2 separate regions of the Rattus norvegicus genome follow, and region 2 is linked to region 1. Evidence: chromatin contacts called from public Hi-C data. All regions are on one chromosome and are shown on one strand. The core of a region is the stretch at or near the end of the contact, and the rest is flanking DNA. Distances in the headings are between cores, read along the strand shown.

The links. Hi-C and Micro-C count contacts between places; a contact is called where the count stands out from the background.
Region 2: a Hi-C map of frontal cortex shows a contact between it and region 1, with 2.5 times the contacts expected there. The contact joins two enhancer-like sites. A contact is called at or near these places in 2 of 12 Hi-C or Micro-C datasets (frontal cortex and prefrontal cortex).

What each region holds. Positions count from the first base shown.
Region 1 is chr5:157,802,438-157,806,859 of GRCr8, forward strand. No RefSeq gene overlaps it. Among named protein-coding and RNA genes, the nearest start is that of Igsf21, 9.4 kb to the left of the region's middle. Within about 2 kb of position 2,249, at least 2 of the 93 cell types and tissues checked have an H3K27ac peak or open chromatin away from gene starts, as enhancers often do.
Region 2 is chr5:157,879,639-157,884,192 of GRCr8, forward strand. LOC134487088 (a long non-coding RNA gene) reads left to right here. Exons shown (of 2, transcript XR_010066802.1): 2 at 1-248. Among named protein-coding and RNA genes, the nearest start is that of Igsf21, 87 kb to the left of the region's middle. Within about 2 kb of position 2,508, at least 6 of the 93 cell types and tissues checked have an H3K27ac peak or open chromatin away from gene starts, as enhancers often do.

The DNA.
Region 1 (4,422 bases), core at 999-3,498:
TGTGTGTGTGTGTGTGTGTGTGTGTGTGTGATGTCTTCATGCACAGCAGAAGAGGGAGTCAAATCCCATCACAGATAGTTGTGAGTCTCACAGATGGTTGCGAACCACCATGTGGTTGCTGGGATTTGAACTCAGGACCTCTTGGAAGACCTCTTAACCGCTGAGCCATCTCTCTCCCAACCCCCATCCCAGTGGTTCTTAATGCTCACCACTACTTCAAGGGAACCAAAGACCATGTCGAGCTTAGACTTGGACTAGGCTCCACACTGAGTGTCAGGGACATAGAGCAGAAGGACATGTTCTGTGCCCCAAGGAGCTTGCTGTTAGCCGGGCTGGATGCCAACATGGGGTATTCACCTGCCTGTCCTAGTCAGCTATCCCTGCCTGCTTCCCACCTAGTTTCTGTCTTCCAGGACCCGTTTGGAGTCTTCCAAATACTCTATGCTGTAACCTTAGACTGGCTCCGGTGGCCTCCTGCTACATAGGAGGTCACTGCTGGGACACTACTCCTCCATCTCATATTCTGGGGATCAAATTCAAGGCTTCGAACATGCCAGGCACATGTCTCACCACTGAACAACAACTCCAGTCCTGTTCTGATTTGTCTTGCCTTATTTTGATACAGGGTCTTCCTAAGGTATCTAGGCTGACCTTGAACCTTTAACCTCCTAAGTAGCTGGGGTTGTATCCTTTGCTCCGCCAGCCCTGCCAGCTCACTCTCAGCCACAGAGCTTCATTCATGCTACTCCCTCTGACTGAAGCACCCCTCCCTAACCCACCTTCCTCCTCCTTTGCCTCACCCCCACACAAGAGCTCTTCTGCTCAGGGAGCTGACTGATCCTTGCTCATGCTCAGAGACCTTAGCTCTCCTGCCACAGATCCGGCACACCTGGGGTGACATCACAGACTTGGCACACCTGGGGTGACGTCTTCACAAGGCTCTCACTATGCTGTGCTGCCTCAGTGGGTTATGGAAGTAGTGAGAAGGGTAGGGTGCGGGGAGAAGGAAACCCTGGTGCAAAGCCTCAGTCTGGGATAGGGCTCTAACCAGTCACCATCCTGGAGAGACTATAGAAGCCATAGTGGCTGCTAAACAAAAACACCAAAGGTGCTGGTCCTTGATCAGACACCTCCCCCCTTAACACAGTCCATGACTCTTAAAGCATGATATGACTCTTGAGGGACACGGGGTTTGGGAGTGCTTGGTGTCCAGAGCCCCTGATGCTGGCAGGCCTCTGTCAGGGAGCGAGGCTCAGGGGTGTGTGAGAGATATGTGTGAAGGGCACATCCCAGAGCACTGAAACCAAGGGTGTCCAGGGCACCTGCTCCTACAGAAGTCTAGAACTTCGTTATCAAGACGGTCAAACCCTCCCTCCTCCTCTCAGACCCCTTGCAATGTCAGGAGGGACGAGGTCTCTCCTGAGAGCCATTCTTCTCAGTGGTTCGATAAGTCCCATATTTCACACCCCGAGTGGCTGCCTTTCAGTGGTGGGTGAAGTGGTTTTATTTTTATCGAGCACGCAGGCATATAAATATGTACGAGGCTCACAGAGGCACTTTAGGGTCTCTGGAAGGATGCTTTGAGAAGGAGAGGGAGGGAACCGTGTGACAAGTTCACACAGGGCACAGATTCCATGGAGCAAGGATGTCCACCACCTTCCATGGCCCATCTCCTAGAGGGTTATCTGCCTTTAGGCCTGAGCTGGCTTTCCCAGAGGAAAACTTAAAAAGTGTAAGCAAGTTTTAAAAAACCTGGGTTCCCACCTTGACATGGCCACCCAGTAGCCATGTGACCTTGGAAAAGGTATTCTCCCCCTGTGTCCAGCTTGTAACAGAGAGCTGTAACCGAGGTTAATTCTACTTTCCTAAAAGCTTCCATTTTTCTCTTAAAGAACAAATATGATGAAGAATTTGCAGTAAGCCCTGAGAATGCTAATATCGAAAGCATAAGAGGCTTATCACGATTCCTCCCCAGTCATGCTTCGTGATGGCGCAGAGCAGCTGCAGTAATGCCAGCAATGGATGCTCTGGGTGTTCCTGCCTCCTCACCCATGGGGAGAGGAGTTGGGGAAGGAGAACAGCCGCAGATCTCCCGTGATAGGGCCTGGCGCTTTACATACATTACCGAACTTGAACGCGGCAGTGGCAGCGTGTGGGAGGCACGATTCTCGCTTATGGAAGAGGTCGGAGGTCGGAAAGACAAAAGCAGCTAATGAACTGTAGGGCCCAGACTTGAGTGAAGGTCACTTTGATGCTTTCCCAGAGGTGGCCACATGTAACTGCTCTCTCCTGGAGGGCCACATCACACCACGGAATTGTCTAGCCACAACATTCCACCACGGAGCTGTCAGAAGAGTCGGCTTGTGGAAGTGAGGGTTCTGGAGACATCTGTTGAAGCTACTTTTCTTCTTCCAGGGCTGGCTCTCATCAATCTTTGGCCAAAGCACATTTTCCTTCACCAGAGGAAGACAGAGAACAGGGAGAGAGAGAGAGAGAGAGAGAGAGAGAGAGAGAGAGAGAGAGAGAGAGACTGAGAGACAGAGAGGGAGAGAGATAGAGACAGAAACACAGAGAGACAGAAGAGACAGAGACAGATAAAAAGAGACAGGGAGAGAGAGAAAAGAGACACTGTACCATGGGGGGGTCATGTGAGAACAATTACAATTCTGATTTGGGGTGGGGGGTGCTCAAAATATCCAAAGACACTGAGCTCCAATCTCTCAGCTCTGTCTCTCTCCCTCCTACTCTCTATGTCTTGCATCCTTCCTATTTTAGTTTTTCTTTTCTAAATAGGGCATCATTCTGTAGCCTTGGTTGCCCATAAGGAGAACTCTGGGCCAGTTGGAGAAGGCAGAGACTAAGGTGCTGGCATCAGCAAGCAACCAGGACAGTGGCTTTATCATGAGCTTCTACACCTACAGAGCCTGGGGAGGCGGAGATTGATAGGAGAAGCATCGTGGTTCTCAGTAGAGCCTGGTGTGGCTGTCAGGCAGCGGCTGCTGGTGGAGTCAAGCCCTGGGGAAAGAGACTTGGGGTAGGGGATAGAATCAGAATCAGATTCAGAAACCCACCTTTCTGTCCTTGGTTATTTCTGTTCTCTTTCGGATTTATTTAAGACTTCAGAATACTTAAAAGAATGGGCCAAGTCGACCACATTGAATTACCAGGTGCTGCTAAAGGAGCTTCATCCACTCAGGCTGTGAACAGGTAAAGGTAGAAGCAGAATCTGGTGGCCTCAGGTGAGGCTCAGAGACCAGGCTGGGTCCTGCAGCCACGCCCACCTGCCCAGGTGTTTGAGTCCTTGCTTCTTATTCCTACGTCTCTGCTGGGCGAGATGCTAAACAAACCCCACAGTGAACCAGCGGCCTCTGCATTTTAAAGAGCTCAACTCAGAATGTTCCATGGAGTCCCATGGCAGTTCAATCAATTTCTGGGACTCGGTCATCTTGCAGAACACACATTGAGTTCCTCTATCCCTCTGCCTTTCCTTTTCTTCCCCTCTTGTGCTCCTGTCAACCAGAGTCCTCCCTTCTGTCCTAAGTTTGGGCATACTAGGTCCATCCCCCTTGTGGGGAGTGAAGTGTGATAGCCATCTTCTTGTGCTTGGATTCTTTCTCTTAGCACAATATTCTTGAGGTTCATCTATGTGACAATACATGTTGTCACCCCCATGTGTGCACATGTCTGTGTGCACTCGAATGTGTGCATATCTGCATACACATGTGTGTAAGTCATGAAGTCATGTGTAAACCTGAGGTCAATCAATCTCTGGTATCTTTCCCCGCCCCCCTCTCTGCCTACCTTTTTTGAGAATGGTCTCACTGAACAGGAAGCTCACAGATTTGGCTAGACTAGCTGGCCCAAGCCCTGATGCTCTCCCACTGCTGTCTCTCCGGCCCTGGAATTACAGATGTGTGCCAAGATTTGAAATAGGTTCTGGGGACTATTTGAAATAGTTCCTTATCTTTACATAGCAAACATTTTACCGACTGAGCTTCCCCCATCCCTAAATTCCCTCCCCTTTCAAGGCTGAGTAATACTCCTTGCATATGGACACTGCAATTTCCTTCTCTGGGGAAAGGAACAAAAATCCATGCAGTGTGACCCCAAAGGGCAGACCACGCTATGGCAGAGAGGGGCCAGTCCTAATTAATGGCTAAGGACTGCTGGGGGTGAGAGTTCTACAGGGTTAGACAGGTACTGTTTGCATCTCCTTCTCCTCTCCCACGGTTCTAACTACGTACCTGACAAACAACGGCCTTGAGGAAAGACGTGCTGTGCCCACCATTTTACAGGATGTCATTCTTTCCTGTTGGAGAAGGTTTGTTGGCTGGGCGGCTCTGTCCATGGTAGCGCGGAGTAGCTCTGTCCATGGTAGCGCGGAGTAGCTCTGTCCATGGTAGCGCGGAGTAACTGTCCATG
Region 2 (4,554 bases), core at 1,258-3,757, 77 kb after region 1:
GCGTGGCCTTGTTGGAGTGGGTATGGCCTTGTTGGAGTGGCTGTGGCCTTGTTGGAGTAGGTGTGTCATTGTGGGCTTTAAGACCCTCACACTAGTTGCCTGGAAGCCAGTATTCTGCTAGCAGCCTTCAGATGAAGATGTAGAACTCTCAGCTCCTGCCTGGACACTGCCATGTTCCCGCCTTGATGATAATGGACTGAACCTCTGAACCTGTAAACCATCCCAAACTAAACATTGTTTTTATAAGACTTGCTGTGGTCATGGTGTCTGTTCACAGCAGTAAAGCCCTAACTAAGACAATGGGTGAGCCAATGGGAAGATGGATGGGTGGATGGGTGGATGAGTAGATGGGTAGATGGGTAGACAGACAGGTAAAGGTAGAAAAGGGATGAAGAATGGATAAATCATGGGTGGATGGATATATGGATGGTGGATGGATAGACAGATAAATAAGTGGGTAATTGGTGGGACGGGTGGGTAGATGGACAGATAAGTGAATGAGTGGGCAAAGAGCTGATGGATAATGGGTGGATGGGCATGGACGGATCTGTGAATGGATGGATGGATGGATGGATGGATGGATGGATGGATGGATGGATGGATGGATAGGTGAATGGGCAGATGGACGGATCCATGAATGGATGGATGGATGGGTAGATGAACAGTGGCTAAATAGGGGGTGATGGGTAGATAGACAGGTGTGTGGAAGGATGGCTGGACAGACAGGTGGCTGAGTAGATGGATGTGTGGGTACATGGAAGGATGGTGGGTACATCGGCAGGAGAGTGGGTAGATGGATGGATGATGGTTAGAAGGGCAGAAGGGTGGGTGGGCAAGTGGGTGGGTAGGTGAATGGTGGAAGGAGAGTAACTGAAGTGTAGCTGCCCACTCACTGTCTCACAAAGAGCGCTGCTCTTCTCTCCTTGGGTTCCTGTCCTTAGCTATTCCTGGTGCAGGTTAGAGGTGGAGTGGGTCAGACTGGATGCCCAGAGAAAGAGTTCTGACCTTGACAATGACCACAGTGGAGTGACCACCCCCCTATGCATCTCCTGAAGGATTTGGGTGGAGATCTGGGCCACCCCACCCGCATCTATCCAAGATGCGACCAAAGAAGCCGGTCACAGGGACCTCAGGGCCGTGAGTCCATCCATTTGCATAAAGTGTCTGGGACAGAAGACTCTGCTCAGACAAAGCTGGAAGCCAATCCGTGGGTGTCAGGGCCCCGGGGACGGGGACAGGAGGGTGACAGCTAAGCACTGCAGAGTTTATTTTTGGAGGGTTAGTTAGAATCTTCTAAAACTGACTGCAGTGATGGTTTCCCAACGTGGTGAATATACTAAAAATTACTGAGTTGTAAATATATAAAAAGTTAAAAATTAAAATGTCAGCCCGGCTTAATGAGCTAGAAATGAGTGATTAGGGCTCCTGAGCCTGGGAGCCGTCTCCAGTCAGCAGCCACCCTTGTCCTCATGTGAGCTACTCAGGGCCTTAGAAGGCACGAGAGGGGACTGAGGGTCGAGTTCAGATCCTGGGCCCCTCTATGGAGACAAAACAGGTCCATTTCTTGGCCTCTTTGACAAAGTGCCTCTCTCCCTGTCACTTCCTTCTCAAGGCTGATTTGCAATTCCCTGTGATGGGAAAAGTGTCTCCTATCTGGCCAAGTTCCAAGCTGGCCTCTCTTCAGGAAGTGTGGGAGGCCTGACTCAAGGCTGTCTGCTAACACCAGAGGCTGACCCTAACCACTCCTTCCCAGCTCCCTCCATGGGAAAGGCTCTGCCTCAGGACCTTAGTGCAAGCTCACCCCTCCCCACAGATGATCCAGATGTGACAGTCAATCCACTACAATGTAATAAACTAAGACAGAATATTCCAGGCTAGAGAGACAGCTCAGTGGATAAAGTGCGGGACATATAAACCTTAGGAACTGAGTTCAGATTTCCCCAGCTCCCACATAAAACAGTGTACCTGCAAACTCAGAATTGGCAGTGTGGGAACAGGAAGATCATAGTTCTGTTGACAGCCAGCCTTGCCAAAACGGCAGACTCCAGGTTCAGGAAGAAACCCTGTCTCAAAAATTAAAGTCAAGAGAGATTAAGGAAGACACTTTGATGTCAGCCTGTGGCCTCCACATGCACAGGTACATATAGCTTACCCCCAACGCACACTTTCACACACGCATGCGCACACGCACACAGGGATGCACCCACACGCCCACACACATACACAAAATAAAATAGAATGATATCGTGCTCCCATCTCAGATTGAGAAATGCCTAGAAAATCAGCAACTGCGATAGTGTGAGATAGGGTATCTCTAGAGAGGGTCACATAGTGGGGAAGACACAGCCTACATACATGTCGGCACTACCATCCGGTGGGCTAGGACCTAAGAGGAATGAAATAAAACGTGGAAAGGGAAAAGCTCACAGCACAGACTCCCGATCCTCCCCCTACCCTCTCTCCTGGCTGCCGTGCTCCGCCATCTTGGATTCATCAGGTGCGAGCAGAACTGGAATGTGGCGGCCTGGGGTCAGGGTCTGTTGTTATCTCTCCTGACACCCCGGTGCAGGTGACAAGCAAGTGAGTGAGCTGAAGTGGCCTGTCCCTCCATCTCTGCCCTCCACCGGGGATGGAGTGAACTGAGCACAGAGACTCATTCGTTCCCTCTTACAGAAAGTGGGGCGCACATTCAGATAGCTCCACGGCCAGAGGCCAGAGTCCTGGGGCCTTCTATGAAGCCATTTTACAGTGCTGCCTGTAACCACAGATACAAGAAAGGTACTGGAAGCACCCCGGGAGCTGAGAGAGGCACGGTGCATGCCTGAGTCCACAGACCTAGGCTAGCATTTCAGGTTCTGTCGAACAGGGTGGTGTGGTACTCCAGGAAATGTGCGGCGAGCCAGGCTTAAAGAACGCTTCTCACATTCAAGTCCAAAGAGCCCCAGTTCTGAAGCCTGCCTCCGCCTGCAGCGCTCCCACAGCACCGCTGGCCCGCCGGCTGGCTCTGCAGTGAGCACGTTACTCATTTTTCTGGGCTTGTCTCCTTGGCTGTAAAACCGAAATGGAAACCGCTCCCCGCAGGCTGACAGGAGGATTAAACGGGAATCAGACGACACGACACGAAATAACATAAAATAAATTTCAAATAACATAAATTCTGTATAATATATCAACATTATAACTCCCCACACTACAACGTAAGGGAGGAAAATAGAATCTTCCACCCTGGTGTCGGCACTAAAACAGCAAGGAGCAAGGGTCTACCCGGGAGATGCTGAGCCACCCGTGGGATCAGCCTGTTGGAGGGTTGGCACCCAGTAGGTGTCAACACATGACTGCCATCCTGTGGTTAAAACAGCTCCATCCTTCCGGGCAGCAGCAAGATCCTCCTGACATGCAGTGGGGAGTGAGGGCGGGTAGGAAGTATCTTGATTTTGACTCGGTCTGACATGAACCCACAACTGTTGGCACAGGAGACAGGCATCTGTCAGCCTCGTCAGGCAGCTCCTCAGGTTCCCTGACAAACCTCTCTGCACGTGCTCGCCGCTGTCAGCTCCAGTTAAGGCACGGGAATGACAGAACCTGGAGTCAAGCTTGTAAAGTCGGACTGGCAATCTACCCCAGACCCCCACTGGTGACAGCATCTAGGGCCACTGACGAGTCGATCTGGCAAGTGTGTCCTGTGCTGTCTCTGTGCCAGACATGGGGTGGGGTCTACTGTGAACACGGGCTCTCCTGCTGTGCTATGACTACTCCCAGTAGGAGGCAAGGTGACTTTTTCCATAGGGACACCCTCCATTTCCCTGTGTGAGTGTGTGCGTGCGTGCGTGTGTGCATGTGTGCATGCGTGTGTGTGTGTGTGGTGTGCGTGCATGCATGTATGTATATGTATGTATGTGTGTGCGCGTGTGTGTGTGCATGTGTGTGTGTGAGAGAGTATATGTGTGTGTGAGTGTGTGTGTGTGTGTGTGTGTGTGTGTGTGTGTGTGTCAGCAGCTCTTCTACTGTATTCACTGAGGCATGGTCTCTCATTCAGACCAGAGCTCCCCAGTATGGCTAGCACCACACACCAGCTTGCTCTAGGTAATTTTCTGTTTCCCTCTTCCTAGGCTAGAATTTCAGGTTGCCGCCACATACACCCATAAATGCCATATCTATTTATCTGGATTCTGGGGATCCAAACTTTGGTCCTCATGGTTGCTGTGCAAGCCCCCACCAAACCCTCATAAGAACTTTGAATAAGAGAGACTTCTGTCTGCCTTTACCACCAGTGGGTGCCCCCCACCAGGGACAAAACCCATTGTCCCTGCTTATCGGGAAATCAAAGGCAAGATCGGGCAGGATTGGTGCCCCAGTGTGGCCCTGGTGAACTTGCAAGGGACAGAGAAATTGCTGGAGAGACAAATGTCAAGGTGCCAGCATCCAGGGATGCCTATGTTACAACCTCCCACACGGAGAAGGAGGTGTGAGCATACACAAGGAATGTTCAGAGCCAGACTCAACCTAGTGAGCACCTGCTCTTGGGGGCTCACTCTACCACTCCCTTGGTGACAG